2 separate regions of the Sus scrofa genome follow, and region 1 is linked to region 2. The links are chromatin contacts, called in public Hi-C maps. All regions are on one chromosome and are shown on one strand. The core of a region is the stretch at or near the end of the contact, and the rest is flanking DNA. Distances in the headings are between cores, read along the strand shown. Region 1 holds the start of KLF15 (Kruppel like factor 15). Region 2 holds the start of ALDH1L1 (aldehyde dehydrogenase 1 family member L1).

Evidence for each region. A called contact is a pair of places that touch in the nucleus more often than the background predicts.
Region 1: a contact with region 2 is called in a Hi-C map of liver, with 2.0 times the contacts expected there. The contact joins the promoter of KLF15 here to the promoter of ALDH1L1 in region 2. A contact is called at or near these places in 1 of 5 promoter capture datasets (liver) and 5 of 47 Hi-C or Micro-C datasets (liver and skeletal muscle).

Annotation. Positions count from the first base shown.
Region 1 is chr7:53,889,186-53,891,885 of Sscrofa11.1, forward strand. KLF15 (Kruppel like factor 15) reads right to left here and starts at 1,373. Exons shown (of 3, transcript NM_001134349.2): 1 at 1,211-1,373. LOC102164647 (a long non-coding RNA gene) reads left to right here and starts at 1,464. Exons shown (of 3, transcript XR_002345796.1): 1 at 1,464-1,988.
Region 2 is chr7:53,793,373-53,796,072 of Sscrofa11.1, forward strand. It overlaps ALDH1L1 (aldehyde dehydrogenase 1 family member L1), which reads right to left and starts at 1,328. Exons shown (of 23, transcript NM_001244647.1): 1 at 1,276-1,328.

The DNA.
Region 1 (2,700 bases), core at 123-2,622, 96 kb after region 2:
GCCAGGATCAGGCGGGCAGGGTCCTAATGCAGAGCTCAGCAGCCTGGGTGGACCCAGAGCACTGAGAGGCAGCGGGGGCTGTAGGGCGCCCGGCATAGCAGCACGTGGCACAGCAGGCTGCGTGCAGGGGGAGGGACGCCCTGTTCCGGGCACCGGTCCCCGGCCACGGCTGGACTCCGCCCCTACCCGGCCCGGCCAGGCCTGCTGTTTATCCTCCCGGGGACACAGCGGCTGCAGGAACAACATGTAATTGATAACAAGCCGAGCGCCGGCCAAGGGCCTTCCATTGGGTCAGCGTGCAAATCACGGGGGCAGCCGGCCGGGGCCGCTCTTCAAAATAAGAGTCTTTGCTCCCCCGCCGCCCCGCCGGTCCTAAAGTCATGAGCCTAGCGTCCTCGCACCTGTGGGGCGGCCGGTCTCCCCACGAGCCACCTGGCCCTTAGGGAGAAAGTGATCCGAGGGGCCCAGGCACTTGGGGATTTTGTCACGCCCGCGGACTGGGGGAGAAAACAACCTCTCCTTGGGGGGGAGGGGGGAGGGTCCACAGGGAACGGATCTTCTCCGCGGGCGGGGTGGACTCCCTGCTTTGCTAACGACGCAGGGGGTGCTACTTCGTGCCGTGTGACTGCGTGTGCGGGGCGTGGTGAGAGTCGGAGGAGGCGTCCGAGACACACTCGCGCGTGGGGCCGCGTGGTGCCCCCGCATGTGTGGGAACGTGCGCGAGAAGGGGAGGCGCGGGGAGCCTGGAGCGCCGCCCCGGGAGCACCGAGCCCTCGGCCCGCGCCCCCTCCCCCGGGCCGGCTGAGGTGACCGACAGTAACCCCTCCACCCCTCCCCGCCGCGCACCCGCCCGCCCGCAGGCCCCGCCGCGCCTGCCATATGGGAGGCCCGCTCTCGTCGCGCATACGGACACGCGCGGCAGGCGCCGAGGCAGCGGACTGACCCGTGCAGGGAAAGTGCGGCTGGGCACGTGGGGTCGCTCTGCCACCAGCTGTCCGCTCCTGGCCCAGCGCGGCGCTACCTTGCTCCTCCGACATTTCCTGGGACGCTCACGCGGATCCCAGGACAGCTGTGCGGGCGCCAGGCCTCGCGCCTAGAGGTTCGCCCGCGCCCCTCGCCCCCCCCGCGCCCCCCCACCCCCCGCCCCCCGGCAGCTCCCTGCGCGCCAGGCCGGCTCTCGGCGTATCCGGCCGCACCGTGCCGCTCCCACCTGAACTCGGCGCACGGCCGGCCGGCGGCCAGGCCCGGCGGTCCTGGGCCCCGCGGGCTGCTTTGGGGGCGGCGGCAGCGCGTCCTGCACCCGCTCGAGCTCGCCCGGGCCCGCGTTGCTGCGGCGGAGCCCCGCCGCCGCCGCTTGCTCCGCGCTCACTCTCCGGGCTCACGTGACGCGGCGGGCGCCGCGAAGGCTCGCAGGAGGCTCGGCCGTGGGCGCGCGCCCCATTGGTCCGAGACACGCGTCACGCGCCGCGCTCCGCCCATGGCCCCGCCCACGGCCCGCGGCCACCGGGACTCAGAGCCGCGCCCCCGGCCCCGCCCCCTCCTGGCTCACACCCTTTGCAGTGAACTCGCAGCGGTTGAGGTGTCTACTCCTTAAGTTCTAACCCAGGTGAGAACGTGGCACTGGCCTGGGCCTCGGAGAAGGGCCCACGAGGGGTTGGAGCGGCGGGGCAACCGCGGCCTCCCCAGCTCCCACCTACATCCCGCAGCGGGCCAACGGGTAAAGCGAGGATTTATCAGGGACGCTGCTGGAGAAACGAGGGCGCGCATTAGGTGAGCAGCCAGTCCCCTTGCCGGGCGTTCGCTGGGGTTGGCAGCAGTCTCCCCGGGAGACAGGAAGCGCAAGGCGCAGAGTGACCTGTCCAGGAGACAAGTGAACTGAGGGTGCCGCGCGCGCTGCGCGTCCTTTACCCACACCTATGGATTCTTGGCCAACAGTTTACAGATGAAGAGACAGACTCTTGAGGCTGCGGTGCTCCCAGATACAGCTGGTAAGGAGAGAGGGTGAGCAGGCATCTTCCAGACAACCAGAATGGTGGGCCGAGAGCTCATTCTATGGAGCTCACATCCTTTCCCTTCCTGGACGGGGAGGTGGAGAGCGTTTCTGTTCCTCCCCAGGACATTGCTAGGGAAGGGATTCATGGTCAGGACCTGTCCAGGCTCTCTGGAATGCCATGGGTCTGGGCCCTTAAGTCGGTGCCCGCGCTGGGCTCTGCCTCCGGCAGCCCCTCCCTGTACAGCCAGCAGTGCCAGGGAGGCAGCTCCTGCTGCCACCAGGAGCCTGAGGGGAGGAGACTGGTGATGAGGATGGTGATGACCCTGTCGGAAGCTTTCTTGTAATTCTCCTAAAAGTACACCCCCCAGGAGTTCCCGTTGTGGCTCAGTGGTTAACGAACCCGACTAGGAACCATGAGGTTGCGGGTTCGATCCCTGGCCTTGCTCAGTGGGTTAAGGATCCAGCGTTGCCGTGAGCTGTGGTGTAGGCTGAAGACACGGCTCGGATCTGGCATTGCTGTGGCTGTGGTGTAGGCCTGCAGCTATAGCTCTGATTCAACCCCTCGCCTGGGAACCTCCATATGCCACAGGTACAGTCCCCACCCCCCGAAAAAAACCAAAAATTCTGCCCAGCCTAATTCTGCTCAGCATTTCTGTTTCATTTTTCATTTTAATGAATCCTAGGAAATATGCCTCTTTTTCCTGTCT
Region 2 (2,700 bases), core at 78-2,577:
AGGCACCCTTGCTGCCCAGGGCGCTGTGGGGCTGCATGGCATCTGAGGTCCGTTGCGCCACCCAGGACTCCTGCCCCAGTGCCCAGCTGCCAGCCCCTGGTGGCTGGTGGAGCTGCTGCTCAGGGCAGTGGCTGAGCGGGGCCCATGGGGGATGCAGCCCTAGGAGGGGCAGGGGCTCTGCTGAGCTGGCCATCCAGCCACAAGTCTTCTGTCCTCTGTTGCCCTTTGCTTGGGCACCGGGAGTGGGCACATCTGTCCCTCCCACAGTCCCTGGAGTCACGCTTATCCATGGTCTTTTCCATGGTCTTGGGTCATGGTCTTGGGGACAGGCCACTGTGCAGCTGCCTAGACCACCTGAGCCTTTAGACTCGGGTTCAACCGTGTGGAATCGCCCTCATCTCAGCCTCCATCTCCTTCTCCAAAAGGGACTGTTCCCAAGGCCATCCTGGAGGTTAATGCCAGCTCCAGACAGCCTCCTCTGCCTAAGGTAGTGTGCAGTCTCATGTCACACTGGAGCAATCTTGTCAGGTAAGCGGCTATTATTTTATCACCCCTCCCAATCTTAGGAACTAAGATTCAGAGCCTAAGGAACTTGCACGATTTCATGGAGAAACAGGGGAGCGGGAAGAAGACAGTGGGAGTAAACATAATTCTGTCTCCTATACCTGGGGGAATCCCTGCCTCCCCCAGGCAGGTGGCAGGTGAGGGGTCTGCACAGGTGCCCCCGAGGGCCGGATCCGAGTAGCCTGAGTAGCGCAACCCCCAAAACAGGTGGCCGGGCTGTGGCTCTGCATCCTGCTCTCAGAGCCAGGATCACGCCAGGGGGCTGGAGCGCTCCAATCACAAGAGGTCCTCGTGCCCGGCCCCCAGATTTGGCCAATCAGGGGGGACCACTCCCAGTCCCAGAATGGGGTGAGGACCTTAGTGGGCTAGTAGACGGTGCAGGGGGATAGGCTGTCCCTCCACCAAGGACCATCTAATCACCTTCCCCTTGTCCCTTTCCCTCTCGGAGCCTGTTTTCTCTTCTGAAATCGGGGCTGAAAAGCCCCCGGCTCTGGGAGGCGCCTCCCACCCCCCGCCCACTAGCACAGCGCTGTCCTCCACCCCTTCAGCCCCGCATCTCGGTCCTGCAGCCAGAGGACGCCCCAGGCTGGAGCCTTGACTGCCCCAAGGGGAACCCCGACTCTAGTCCCCGCGGCCAGATTCCCCCACCCCAGAAGCCCCTGGAGCCAGGGCAGCCTCCTTCCCCGGGACACCGGGGGCTTGGGGACTCACCACGCACCGGAGAAGGAGCACAGGCGTCACTGGCCAGAGCGGACTTCTGAGTCTGGGTCGGGCAGGGGACCTCGCTGACACAGGCTGGCCTGGGAGGCAGGGAGGCGGGGCCGCCCCTGCTAGTCCAGGAGCAATGGCCAAGGCCGGAGCCCGGGAGGGGAGGGGCGCCGAGCGGGTGGGGGTAGTCAAGCTGGGTCCTGGTGGGGAGGGCATGGGCTACAACCCTTTCCAGTATTCACAGGGCTTTGCAAAGGCCCTGGGGTTGTGAGTACCTGCAAGGCTGACTCAGAAGAGGCAACTCACCAGGCAGGTAATTTTATACCCCATTTCAAGTTGGGAACTTTCCCTGTTTGCTCCCCTTCTTCCTCAAGAGAAGCCCCGCTCCCTCCCCGCCCAGGACTGTACTCCTACCTAAGTCACTTCTTTTATTTTATTTTATTTTTTTTGTCTTTTTGCTTTTTCTAGGGCCGCTTCCCATGGCATATGGAGGTTCCCAGGCTAGGGGTCCAATCGGAGCTGTAGCCACTGGCCTATAACAAACAGCCACAGCAACGCCAGATCTGAACCACGCCTGCAACCTATACCACAGCTCAAGGCAACACTGGATCCTTAACCCACTGAGCAAGGCCAGGGATGGAACCTGCAACCTCATGGTTCCTATTCGGATTGGTTAACCACTGCGCCATGATGGGAACTAAGTCACTTCTTAAAGGCAGCTTTCCTAAACCACATGCCAGCTAGGACAGAGCCCCTCATCACATGGCTAAAGAAGGGCGTTTCATGGTCCTTCGAACCCTCTCAACCACAGTTTGATCACTGCTTCTGGGATGATCTGATTGACATATTTCCCCATTGGAACAGGAAAGCAAGAACTGTCTTAGTCCATGGGAATTCCCCAGTATCCAGTGCAGTGCCTTGGGTTCAATAAAAATTGTGGAATAAATGGCTGAATGTGAGGTGCCTGTGGTGGGAAATTCGTGGAGAACTCTGAAGTTGGAGGAGAGAAGGCTGAGAGGTGACACTGAAAGGATAACTTGGAGATCAGACAGCCCAAGCAGGTGTTAGGAAATCAGAGAAGAACCCATAGTCTTAAGGCAGTGTACAGAGAAGAGGGAAGTTTAAATCCAGCAGCACTGCCACCTGCAGTGACATGGAAGCAGAAAATGTGCAGGGAACTGGGCCATCTGACTTGTGTTGAAGGCACCTCCTGGCTTCTTCTTGCTGCTTATACTATAAGGTGAGAAGAGAGATAAGCCACAGGAGGACTGTTAAATAAAAAGGAAACAGAACTTGCTGGTTTTGAAATTTCCTTGCTTCTCCAAATCATAGTAATAATAATAATAATAATAATAATAATAATAATAATAGTAATAATGTATTGGGGAAATAAAATAAATAAATAAAAAGAAATTTCCTTGCTTCTCC